Regions from separate parts of the Bicyclus anynana genome. Here region 2 is linked to region 1. A link is a contact called in public Hi-C data. All regions are on one chromosome and are shown on one strand. The core of a region is the stretch at or near the end of the contact, and the rest is flanking DNA. Distances in the headings are between cores, read along the strand shown. Region 1 holds the start of LOC112052590 (probable G-protein coupled receptor Mth-like 1). Region 2 has its middle 13 kb from the start of LOC112052596.

What was found. Hi-C and Micro-C count contacts between places; a contact is called where the count stands out from the background.
Region 2: a Hi-C map of whole larva shows a contact between it and region 1, with 4 times the contacts expected there. The contact joins the enhancer-like site here to the promoter of LOC112052590 in region 1. A contact is called at or near these places in 2 of 2 Hi-C or Micro-C datasets (whole body and whole larva).

The regions. Positions count from the first base shown.
Region 1 is chr5:58,905-62,765 of ilBicAnyn1.1, forward strand. LOC112052590 (probable G-protein coupled receptor Mth-like 1) reads left to right here and starts at 2,553. Exons shown (of 2, transcript XM_024091733.2): 1 at 2,553-3,861. The coding sequence starts at 2,849.
Region 2 is chr5:199,095-202,546 of ilBicAnyn1.1, forward strand. No RefSeq gene overlaps it. Among protein-coding and RNA genes, the nearest start is that of LOC112052596, 13 kb to the right of the region's middle. Within about 2 kb of position 1,652, at least 8 of the 8 cell types and tissues checked have open chromatin away from gene starts, as enhancers often do.

The DNA of each region.
Region 1 (3,861 bases), core at 1,303-3,802:
TAGAAACTTACGTTAGATGGGGCTTTTTAACTTCACTTCACAAACCTGCTCGCACGTATGATATAGTCATCCGCCTCGCGTATTTTGTGTAGGTATACAACTAATAAATGACGTTTTTATAATTGTAGTTTTTTTTAAACATGGCCATGATATACCATTTTAGAATCCTCAAAAAAAGCTCTTACATTTGATATCCATATTGCAATATTAGAAAAAAAAAATTTTTTTTCACCTCTAGTCTATAGCGTCTCACAGTCGTCTGTGTTTTAGTTTCACCTATCTAAGAACACTTGGGTTATTGAGACAAATCTTACGATATCCTAAATACGTAAATCCGTTCAGGGGTTTGGAAGATACGAGGTAATAAAGAATATTACATACATACATACAAGATACGCGCGAAAAACATAACCCTTCTTGCAGAAAAAAAAACAAGCTCAGTCCAGAAGTGTAGAAAGCAATTAGAAAACAGTCGGAACCTTAGATATTGGATAGAATGTTTTTCTTCTACATTATTTAATAGGTTTACTGTTTTCTAATTGCTTTCTACACTTCTGGACTGAGCTTGTTTTTTTTTCTTTTCAGGTTTTTTATACTTTATGCAGTCGGGTTTTTTATATGTATGTTCACCGATTACCTACTCGAAGACGCCCGAACCGATTTAATTTTTTTGATTGATAGGGTTTGCTTTCCGTTTGGTCCCATTGTAATCATGTTACGATCTGATGATGGAATACTGGAAAAGTCGAGGAGAACGTTCGAAAATTATAGGGACAACTAGAACGATTGTTAATGATTTCAATAAGTATTTTAGCACTACAATTCCATAAGGTCTGGTGTCGATCTGATGATGGCGCCGAAGCACAGATGCGGGAATCGAATTCAAAATTCAAAAATTCAAATTTGGACTTGATCATTTGTATCGACGAGTACTTTACACCTAGATGAAATGTGCCTGTCATTAGGGGTCTGGTCATACAGACAAGGGACTTTTAAGGGAACTCATCAACGGTTGACAGTAGCTATCTTGTGATTGGGCTTGATTAATTTGTATTGATAAGAACTTTACATCTAGATGGGTCGTGACTGTCAAAACAAACAAAAATTTAGAATATTCATATTTCGTAGGGAACAGGTAACGGGGAGTGATGTATACGAGATCGTACGTAATAAGAAAAATAAGTGTAATAACTGTACGAGAATAACATGGTGGTTTTGTTATCCAAATGTTTTATATTGTTTTACTCTTCATGTTATCACTAAAAATATTAAAATGAAAAAATTTAATAATTAAATACAACCGACTTCAAAATCACAAGAATGTTTCTACTTAACTAAAAAGTGAAAAATAACATCGTATGTGCTACCTTTTAATTAGTATGAAGGCGGTACTAAGCTTGTGATGTAATAATACAAGCCGTTTAAACCATAAAGATTTAGGATTTTCAGGAACAGCTTTCATTAACACAGCACTAACTAAAGGTAGCACATACGATGTTATTATTTACTTTTTAGTCTAATAGAAACATTCTTGCGATTTTGAAGTCGGTTGTAGGTATTATTTTATTAAAATTTTTTAGAGCTGCAGATATAAAAAAATGTCCATAAATCATGAATAAAATGCGAAATGGAATAGGGATAAAAACATTTAAACCCTAAAGGGTTGAAAAAGTTAGTCTTTTGGATAAAAGTATAAACCCATGCCAAGTAGTAGCGGCGCGCGGCGCGGGCGAGCTGGCGGCGACTTCAACGCGTGCGAGGCTGCGGCGGGCTCTCGCACTCGCACTTGGAAATGTAATCATTATTGTTTCGAGAACATTAAAATGCTGATGTCGGTACGGAAAATTATTTACTCCATCGAAAATCATTTATCATTTTCGTAGCGCAACAGATATTCTTTTATAAGTAAACAAATCATGCAAAAAAAAACCGGCCAAGTGCTTGTCGAGCCACGCGCAGTGTAGGCGTTCCATAGATTAAATTAGTACTTATTAAATAATACAAGTAAGGTAAAGGTAAGTATACCTTAAGATAGACGATAAAAAAATCATCCTCACTTTGCATGTAGGGATTTTTTTTTAAAAAGGAAGTTACTACGTTCTACCACCTGATCACTTTGCAGGCGGTGCTAAGCCGGTGATCTGTTAATTTAAGCCGCTTCTGAAAGAGTTACATGAAAGAACGCTGTCTGAAAAACATAAATCTTTACGATATTCTTACATGGTTTGATATATACATCACCGGGTTGGCTCCGTCTTCAAGTGGTCTGGAGGTAGAACATGTAAGTATGATGTTATCGTTCGCTTTCTTAGTTTAGTCGGTACGTTTTATGTTTTAAATTTTTTTTTATCTTGTAATTGAAACACTCGTACAAAAATAGTTCCTCATTCGGAAAGCTTTAATAAGAAGAGGTCTGATTATAATGAGTGACTTCGCACCCGCGAGCACCAGCAGCAGCACCTCGGGCCGCGCCGGCTCGCTGCGCCGCGCGCTCGGCCCGCCCTCGGGCTTGTGCCGTCGCGTCGCGTCGCGTCGCGCGCTGCAGCGTGCAGCCGCCGGCCGCGGGACTCCACGCCCGGCCCCCGCGCCCGCCGCACGCGTGCTCTGTGCTCCTCCTCCCTCCGCCCGACGACTTTCAATTCGTCACGCGAGTCGTGAGTCGAGCCGAGTTCGTTTCATCAGTTCAGTCACTCCCGAGCCCTCGCAGTGAGAGCACGCGCGCCCGTGCCGTGCGCCCACACACACGTGCTTCTGTGACGAGCGAATGTTGTGTTTACAAACTGTTCCGACGGCGACCGGTGCAGTGATCGTTGTCGGTGACCGTCGCACGGGCATGCGGTGAGCCGCCATGCTGGCGGCGGCGCTGCTGGCGCTGCTGTGCGCGCGCTGGGGCGGCGCGGGGCAGCCGGCGCCCGCCGCGCTCGTGCCGCGGTGCTGCCCGCCCGAGCGCGAGCTGGCGCCCGACGCGCTGCGCGTGGACGTGCTGCGCGCCGAGGACGTGCCGGCGGCGTGCGTGCCCGCGTCGCGCGCCTGGGCGCCGCTGGTGTACGCGCCGGTGCGCTCGGCCTTCCTGGAGCGCGGGCGCGTGCCGGCGCACTGGCGCCTGCAGTACGAGCGCGTGCCGGCGTGCGCGGGCGGCGAGCTGCGCGTGCTGCGCGAGCACGCGGCGGCGTACGCGCTGCTGGCCAACAGCGGGCTGCTGCAGCTGCGCGGCGCGGCGCGCGGCCTGCCGCCGGAGCGCTGGTGCGCGGACGCGGGCGTGGCGCTGGCGTGCGCCGAGGACGCGGGCGGGCGCGGCGTGGCCAAGTGCTGCGCGCCGGGGCACGCGTTCGACGGCGCGCGCTGCGTGGCGGCGCCGGCGCGCGCGGAGGAGACGCTGCGGGAGCTGCGCGCGCGCGCCAACGACAGCGCGGTGGGCGCGGGCTGGCCGGCGTGCGCAGAGGGCTCGCAGTACGCGGTGGCGGGCGCGCTGGCGGCGGCGCGGCTGGAGGCGGGCGGCGCGCTGCGGCTGGGCGGCGCGCGGCTGGAGGCGGGCGCGTGGTGCGCCGAGGCGGTGGGCGCGGAGGCGGGCGCGCGTGTGCTGGCGTGCGCGGCGCGCGCGGCGGGCGCGGCGCCGGGCGGCGCGCGGCGGCTGCTGTACGGCGCGGGGCTGGCGCTGGGCGCGCTGTTCCTGGCGGCCACGCTGGCGGCGGGCTGCGCGCTGCCGGCGCAGCACCACGCGCTGCACTGGCGCTGCCAGACGCACTACGTGGCGGCGCTGATGCTGGGCGACGCGCTGCTGGCGGGCACGCAGCTGGCGGGCGAGCGCGTGCCGCCGCCGCTGTGCCGCGCGCTGGCCGTGTGCATGCACTTCCTGTTCCT
Region 2 (3,452 bases), core at 402-2,901, 140 kb after region 1:
GCTCCGTACGTTGCGCTACTAAACTGATTATTATTATTTACTACTACTGAAGTACTGAGTACACGGAACACACATCAATGTCTGGTTTGTTTTATCTCTATCGCTCACACTTTTACTGTGCCGTAAATCCGTTTGAACCAATCATTGTAACAGAGTAGCAGACATTGAACTAATTAATTTTATAAGACGTTAAAATCTGCCAGTTTTAGAGTCTGTTTCAACACTTTATGATAAGTGTTGGACGGACTAAACTATGTTTTGTGTCTTTCTTACTTTATGTCAAGAGACAAAGACTAAATTTGTATCTGATACTTATCAGAGGGTGCAATAAATAGGCCCTAAATATGCAAGATTTAGTGCTTTGAGCTTTTGGTTCTTAAGCTACTTAATACAATTTCTTACGCACGCAGCTAGTGATGAAAGTGAAGGTGAAGGCTGAAGATATTGTTCGTAAAATGAAAACAAATCGCGACTTTCCAAACATAATAACATCAGCGTCAGCGAGCTACCGCGGGATTATCCGAGGGATTCCCCGCGGCCCGCTGCGCTGATTGCTCGCGGGGATCACAATTATTTTTATTTTGTACTAATCTTATGTTTTTGTGACAAGACTGTTCTTGTTCCAATAGTCGTACTCGTCAATGATCTTACAGGGAAAAGCTACCAATACCTTGAAACGCTTCCACTTGGTTGTTGGACCAAGTGTCGTATGCATCGACAGTCCACATCGGTGTAGCGTCGCCACTGATCTTAATAGTTCAGCAGAAACTGAAGTAACTTAATATTAACGATAAACGTAGCCCGCAGCCTGCGCCAGTGTCTCTATGGTCGGCCAGACCCCAACCCGGCGAGAGGCTCACAAGTGCCGCTCTGAGATAAAAGATTTATCACAGCGATGGGTTTTACTGGCAGATAAGCTACGTGCAGATAGGCTAAGTACGGGTAGGCTATGTGTAGATATCTCGGAGGGAAGGCTGTTGTTACAAAAACGAGCGGCTAAACGGCGCGGGTCTCGTTGACCCACATTTGGTGTCGCTATACAGAACTACACGCCGAGCGGCCAGTCGAGTGTTACAGTGTCATACGCTAGCCCTTGCCCGTATAACACTCGACAGATATAAAGGATACCGCATATTCGCTTATGTTGGTAGCTGAGCGCAGGGCCGGACTTCTCCGCTACAGGTTTACTTGTATTACAGGGGGTTTGGATCCTTCACTTTGTTCCAAGCGGGTATGTTGTTAAAGTGCTAATATACGTCTTTGTAACGATCATTATCATAGACGTCCACAGCGACGCTTTTAAGTGCTCTCCAAGGCACAGGGGTGTATCAACGCCTTTCCAACCCCGTTGGAAACTATATTATCTGAAGACACCGCCATGTACACTTGTACAGCCCAAGTCTCAATCTATCAAAAACCTGGGACCGTACATCCACACCGGCTAACACTACTACTGGACTAACACGACAGTAATGTTTGTCTTTATAATAAAACAAGTAGATACATTTAGTGATAATGTCGGTGTGCGGTGAGCCTCTATCTCGGAAACTGGCAGTAATTCAAACAAGAAAGTACAAATATTAGTACACCTCGTACCTAACAAGATTGAGTCAGTACGCAGCGAAGTCGTAAAACAGAAGTAGCACATCTGGCGCGACCCACATGAGCTATCTGCCAGCGCCGCGCCGGCCGCGCTCACAGACTACGGGAACATAGATGTAACAGTAAACGAAATTCACAAACACGAGACCCATATTTTTGAAATACAGCAAATAAAAAAAATTATAAAATATGGTTATTTTAAAACAATGGCATTCGATTACATATAAAATGAACATGATTTTTTCATAATCTATACATAATCTAAAAGAAAATCCTCTGCCGCGTCTGTATGTCTGTTTGCAGTAAACTGAACGGATTTTCAGAACCTCTTAGTGAAATAATATAAAACAAATTGCATCGACTACCTTAATATTATTTTTTTCCGATTGTGTAAATGCCGTAGGCTCCACAATGGGATCTCAACGGCGTCACCGGGGGGTTCGGGCGAGCGCAGAAGCATCGCCTGATGGGGCTCAAAGACAGAAGCAAAGTAAAAGGGTGAAACGACTCTCTAAGGGCGTCTTTGAGACGGACGTCTCGGACCTCGGCTTAGAGGGTCTTTCGGGAAGGATGTCGTAACCTAAGTGTATCAGTCCGGGCGCCCCCGAGATCGTGAGTTAAAAAGCCTACGTCCAGGTGACTTCAGACATCGTACGTCCAGGTGACTTCAGTAACGCCACTGTTTCTCGAATGTTGGCGTTCTATTTTTTTTTCGATTCTTTGGTTTCAGCAAGATACGAGTGCAATAAAAGCTTGTAAAACAAAGGTGGGCTAGCGGTGGTAGAGCGGCCGTGAACCGAAGCTGCGGTTAATCTTGTTTGATCAGCTCTGTTTGTTCGCTCACGTGCTCGTGTGCTGGGCAAACGTTCGGCGCGACTGGAGTGGAACTTTCCTTTAGTGTGAAACAGTGCGCCGCAGTTCCATCGAATGCTAATATTATGCACTTTAGTGTCGGCGAAACTGGCGACCCACACAGAAGCGAAGGTGGGCTCCCACAGTGCTTACTCAAATCCGCCAAAACTTTGTTGGTTCAAAGCGTTGGATCTTTATTTAGTGATAGTTCACTTTTACGTTTTTTAGAAGTTCCATAATAAATTGCAATATCATTTCAATCTTTAATTAAAAAGTTAGTACTATCGATCTGAAGTTGGAACGTTGGCGAAGTCGATTCGCCAGAGAAAACGTGAACTCGTCATTCCTTGTGTCCGGTGGCTAGCACAAGGTTTCAAATACATAAACATAAATTGTATAAAATGGAAAATTGCAATACACAATTGCAATTTACAATATAGGTAGGTTCGTAATGACTAATGAGTTCTTGATGAGAGCCGTAATAGCCCAGTGGATATGACCTCTGCCTCCGATTCCGGAGAGCGTAAGTTCGAATCCGGTTCAGAGCATGCACCTCCAACTTTTCAGTTATGTGCATTCGTGTCTCAAACGGTGAAGGTAAACCTGCATACTACCTGAGAATTTTCTTAATTCTCTACATGTATGAAGTCTGCCAATCCGCATGGGCCAGGATGGTGGCCTAGCCCCTCTCTCATTCTGTTCGTTGACAATGACGATAATGATGGTAGGTCGGGGCCGGGATGTTCACACTGAAACATGAAAGTGATGGAAGCTCTTGTGTTTTTGGTTACTTGTGCTCTATGATATCTCCCACGTAAAAGGTCAATCTTAAGGTGCTACTTGCCGTTATGGCCTACATTAAATGCAAGTATCATCTACTAGCTCGAGTTTTCCCTCCCGTGGACCGGCAGCACGCGTCCCTATCGGCCACGATGCGAGTGTAGTGTGTACATCAAACGGCGGCCGTAAATTCAATGAAGTTCGCCCGGTAGGTACTG